Linked DNA regions of Sus scrofa: region 1 is linked to region 2. Evidence: chromatin contacts called from public HiChIP or PLAC-seq data. All regions are on one chromosome and are shown on one strand. Each heading gives the region's core, a stretch centred on a gene start, on an enhancer-like site or on the middle of the called end of the contact. The rest is flanking DNA. Distances are from core to core; before and after follow the strand shown.

Region 1 (2,700 bases), core at 184-2,683, 300 kb before region 2:
GTTGCCAGACTCCAAATTCTCTGGTTTTTCTGTCTCCCGTTCTCAGCCCAGCCTGGCTGCAGGTTCAGGAGATGAAAGGGAGACTTTCACCGTGGTGCTTAGGGCTTAACACTCTCCACCTGCCCCACCAAAGTGGGAAGGGCATGTCCCCCCATCCCTGTGCACTCACACTGCACTTGGAGGTGAATCTCCTTCTGCATCCTGCGTTCGGCTGCTGAGACCTGGCAGCTCAGGATCCGGCCATGGTCCTGCCAGGACAGGGCCATGTGCAGGGTCTCCATGTGGCTGGTGCCCGAGGGCTCAAGCTTCTGGAGGTGGGAGGTGACGGAGCGGGTGGGATCCTGGCCTTGCCACTGTAGGTTGACCGGCTCCGTCGGGCACACATAGGGAGTGGAGCAGTTGAAGTCCACCTCCATGCCCTCATGCAGCTTGGCTGGCAAGGCAATGGTGGGCACGCTGGGCACCTCTAAGGATGAGAGAGGAGGCTGGGGACTCCCGTTCACCACACCTGAGCCCTCCTGCCTTGGAAACCCTGGCTCCAGGCTGGAGCTTCAAGGAGAAGGAGAATGCAAGTAGTTCACAGGGGCGAATGCCAGGGGGCACAGGGCTAGGACTGGAACTGCGGCCAAGATTGGGGCTGGGGTTGGCTTTCAGACCAGGATGGGAACTGTGAGCCAGTGGGGCCAGGGGTGGCCTGGGAGCCCAGGCAGTGGCTGGGCCACCCTGCTCCTCACCTGTCACGGTGACAACTGTGCCTTTGACATCTGACCAGCGGTTGCCCTCGCTGATCTCAAAGCGGAAGTTATAGGAGCCCGAGTCCTGGGGCTGCAGGTCCTTCAGCAGCAGGCTGCACGTCCTCTGCTCAACCTGCCCCAACAGCAGGGCCCGGCCTTGGAAGTGGTTCTCCACCACCTTTGGGTTCCTGGAGTGGCTCACTACCAGGCGCTTGCCTGAGTAGTCATAGTACCAGATGGCTGTGATGCCATGGGGCACCTCCACGTTGGCCGGGAAGCCGAAGGTGCAGGGGATGATGAGGCAGGAGCCCTTGATGCCCTGCACGGTCTCGGGGCTGGAAACCGTCCACGAGGCCAGGCCTGAGGGAGGGACAGGACAGGGTGGAGTGTGATGCAGGCCAGGGTCACCTCCTGATCTGTCACATAGGAGGTGCTCCAGATGGGCCCCCGAACCCTGCCGTGTCCTCAGCAATGCAGCCCCACGGGGCACCCCAGGGAGGGTCATGGCTCCCTGTCACTGCTTCCCCATGCCCTTCTTCAACCTCAGCAGCTAAACCTGTGACCAGATACAGTCCAGTGTGCCCAGGCCAGCCAAGGGCTGGCCTTGCTGAGCCAGGCCCTGTGAGAAGAAAAAAGCCAGAACAACTTACCTGCTAGAGCAGATGAAGCCAGGAGGAGGAGCAGGAGCAGGAAGTCCATAGCAGGTTCTGGCGCTGCTTCTGGAGCCTAAGAGGGTGGCACACAGTGGGCTGGCAGGGCACACGGGAGCCTCCTGGGGAACCTCAGGGTACCTGGGTCTCAGAGCCTGCTGGGAACCCAGTCCTGTTTCCCCACGTGCTACGCTGGCCAACCCAGTGAGAGGGCAGGGCAGCTGCCAGCAGGGAGCCAGGAGCCCACTTCCCCAGCTCAGGCTGTGCCTAGGAATGCCTTCACTTGATGGCATGCCCCAGAAAGTCCTCTGTCACTTGGCCACACCCTAAGTTCTGCTTTCCCAGCCCCTCAAGGATAAATAGCTGTTTCTCTTTCCCCACTTCCCTGCCCTGTCTCTGCACCCAAGTTAACAGAAATGGGAGCCCAGAGAGGCCCAGCGACTTACTCCAAGGCATCCAGCACACATGATGCTTTCTTGTTTGAGACTTGCTCCCTATCAGCAGCCTTACCAGCTATAGAGCTGAGCACATACCAAAGTGCTGCCTTTGAGTCCCTCCCCTGCTTGAAAACCTTCTGTGGCTCCCCATTTCCCATGAGATGGGGTTCCCAGTGCATCCCTGAAAGGTCCCCCTTTCCTACTCTGAGCTCTGCCCCATTCCCTGCTCCCCCTGGGTTCGCCCTAGGACCAGTCTCACTCTGGGGCCAGTCCTGTCTGCCCATGGGCTCTCCAGCTGGCCAGGTCTGGCATCACCAAAAATGATCTTTTCTTGCTGAAATCTCATTCAGTCTTCAAGGTGGCTTCCAGGTGAAACGTCCCTTTTGGGGTCTCTAGTCAATCCAGAACCATCTCTGTGGTTGCCTTGTCCCTGGTGAGCACCCACTTCTCAAGACCTGGAACTGAGGACATTGTCCTGCAGCAGGGCAGAGCACCCCCAGGCCTTTCAGTGGCAGGCAAGAGAGGGGTGTGGTTCTTGGGGATTTAAAGTTGATGACGGGGCAAGTCTAGGTGTGGCAGGGAGCACAAGGACCCTGCCCAACACATATCCCACAAACATGAGTTGAAAGCCTACTGTATACTATGCACAAGAGGGCAGGCCCTCCACCATGGAGTGCCCCTGATGGGGATGGGGACACAGATGTGAATCCAAAGGGGAGAGATGCCAGAAACACAAATAACAGAAACTATAAAACTCTTAGAAGAAAATGGGTGAAAATCTTCATGACCTAACTTCAGGCAATGATTTCTTAAGTATGACACTAAGAACACAAGCAACAAAAGAAAAAACAGATAAACTGAACTGAATCAAAATGAAAA
Region 2 (2,700 bases), core at 106-2,605:
ACAACACAGGGAAATTCAGATCAAAGCAAGGGTGCATGCCAGGGTAATACGCAATAAAACCCTTTGCCAAAGCATTAAGGGGGAAAAAAAAAAAGGCAAAGAGGTGAAGAGAACCTGCTGGACTACGTTCTTATTAACATTGAGAGGCAGGAAGAAACAAAATCTGCCTTACAGAGAAGCAGAGAAAACAGTGTCATAGATATGTTGGAGTATTTCTATAGACCAGTATGACTATATAGACATATTACCAATGAACTAAAAAGTGCATTTTAGTTAACTGGTAATGTAGGGTAGTTTCATGTACATATATATGAGTATATGACCACTGACTAAACCCCAAAACCAAGTGTTCTAGATAAACAGATATGAGACTAGAGGCATATTTTCAATTAACCCACTGCTTTTACAGTAAGAAACAAAGAAATACTATTTGAAAAAACAGCAGAGGCAGAACGAGGTGACGATCTGATGGAGTAATACATCTTTTTTCCTCATACCCTTTTTAATGATCTCTGATTCTCTCATTTCATAGGTGACACACACACCATTACGTCTCCGGAAACAAAGGAGGGTCTTTAATTCTCCGGCCTGAGGACGCACACACGCCCCCTACTCACAGACAGGCCCGCACCTGACTTTCATTAAATGAGTTAGCCGAGGCGAGAGGTCTTACCCCAGACCACAGTTTACACACAGTGACAAATGGGCACGAGACAAACGCCACAAAGAAAGGGGAGGAGCAGATGGGGACCAGGAAAACACTGCCACGCCGCACCCCCCACGGCGCGTTCCCATCGCCAAAACGCAGGCAGCCGTCCTAGCCAACCTCGTCCTCCCTGCTCATCCTAGGAGCCTCCCACGCCCGGGGACCCGACGCCGGGCACTGGCTAGGAGGGCGTTCGGGGTGCCCCGCACCGTCCCTCTGTGACCTCCCGGGGACAGCCCCGCGCCTCCCTTTGTGCGTGACCCACCCTCCGGATCGGGGCGGACCCTCCTCCGCGTCCCTCCCGACCTGGGGCAGCTGTCCCACCCCTCCCAGCTCCCCGCGGAGGCGCCAGGAGTGTGAGTGGGGGAGGCTGGAGTGGGCCCACGGTCTCCTCAGCATCCCGAACCTGGACCCGCCCGGTCCACTAAGCCCCAGACTGGGGGTGACGACCCTCGGCGCCCCCGCCCTTGCTTGCTCACTTACTCTGTCGTGCCCGCGGCGTCGGCGGCGGCGGCGGCGGCGGCGAGCGTGGCAGGACCGTCAGCGTCTGGAGGCTAGCGGCTGGCGTCTGCCGGGACCTAGCGCGGCTGAGGTGGCAGCGGCGGACTGCGCGCAGCGGCCCCGGCGAGGGGCGGGCCCGGTGGGGGAGGGGCGGCACCGCGCCTCTCATTCATGCAGCGGGGGCGGGGTGAGGGACCCGGATGCCCGGGCAGCCCCGCCCACCTCCCTGAGATCGTCCTGACTTCAGAGTCCGCAGTGCGCAGGCGCGGAGCGCGGTGGCCAGTCCTCGCTCCGCCCGTTGGGGTTGTCCCAGGGCGGAGCTGTCTTCCTCCGCCTGTGTTTAGTATTTTTTCTTGTCCTATAAGCATTTTTTAAAGGGAAAGCTTGGAACGCTACCTCTTTCCTAGCACCCAGACTGCCAGCATTCCGGGTCACAGGAGTCCGATAGATAAGGTGCACATTGCCTCTTTCCTCCATCTGTGTCACCTGCAGCAGATCCTCTCAGACTTCTGATACCCAGAATCTGCCCAAATAGTGGAGAGGAGTGTGTGCAAGAAAGAGTGCATTACTTTATTTATGTGCATCGACCAGGCCCCAGCTCCCATTCCATGGAGCAGGCCAGGAATTGACCTTTGTTTTGAGGAAATCTCAGCCCTTTCTGTAATAAGAAGGTTTAGGGTTTATCTAATGAATCTCCAAAGATCAAGTGGAGGCCCCTTGTCTTTGGCAGGCAGTGTGTTCTGCAGAGACACTCTCCTGTTCCCAGCCCCTTGGTTCTGCTACTCGTGGGCCACAGAACTCTTCGGGGGCTGCTGGGAGTCTCTGAGGCTCTTCGGCTGAGTGTGTGGGCCCTGTAGCTCAGGGAAATTACAGAGACAATTGCCCCACTTTGTTTCAGTCCCTAAATCACCCCTTGAGAGTCTCCTTTCTTCTCCTACCCTCCAAGCCCCCTCACACAAACCATAAACAGCTCAGGGGCTTAATTTTGGGAAGCAAAATAATAGTAGAAAGCGCCTGTAGGCAAGTTCCTTCTTCTTTGGCAAACAATAAATATCCAAGGTAAGGGGGGAAGTAAAGACTAACATCAACGAACATCTCAAGAAGTTCTGTAAGGTAAGAGATGGGTGGAAGCATGGGTAGAGAGAGAGTGGCAAAAGAAAGAGTGCTTATCAACAACCTATCCCTCACCCCCTGTCACTGAAGCCTGTGTCAGGGGTCCTTTTCCCTTCTCTCCCTCCCTTCCTAGCTCAACTGGACCAGTTGCCAGGAGGATCTGCTACCTCTCACTGTTTAAATCAGTCCTCCTCAACTCTCTCTAGCTCTACTGCTGAAGTCTCAATACATTCTTATGCAAGTCAATTCTCATGATATGCAAATCTGCCCATGTTGCTGTCTTTTTCTCTTTCTCTGCCCAGTGGCACTTTAGCACTTCTTTTCTAGCCATTTCCAGAACAGCATCAGAGTGTCTCGCCTTCAGTGCCTGGTGTTCCTGC

Evidence for each region. HiChIP or PLAC-seq counts read pairs in DNA pulled down with a chosen protein or histone mark.
Region 1: an H3K27ac HiChIP or PLAC-seq map of alveolar macrophages shows a contact between it and region 2. The contact joins the promoter of SIGLEC1 here to the promoter of RNF24 in region 2. A contact is called at or near these places in 2 of 5 promoter capture datasets (fetal liver and liver), 11 of 47 Hi-C or Micro-C datasets (alveolar macrophages, embryonic fibroblasts, fetal liver and 7 more) and 2 of 2 datasets of contacts at active chromatin or transcription factors (alveolar macrophages and skeletal muscle).

The regions. Positions count from the first base shown.
Region 1 is chr17:31,999,460-32,002,159 of Sscrofa11.1, reverse strand. It overlaps SIGLEC1 (sialic acid binding Ig like lectin 1), which reads right to left and starts at 1,433. Exons shown (of 21, transcript NM_214346.1): 1 at 1,385-1,433; 2 at 735-1,094; 3 at 170-466. The coding sequence starts at 1,433.
Region 2 is chr17:31,704,010-31,706,709 of Sscrofa11.1, reverse strand. It overlaps RNF24 (RING finger protein 24), which reads right to left and starts at 1,355. Exons shown (of 6, transcript XM_021078063.1): 1 at 1,190-1,355.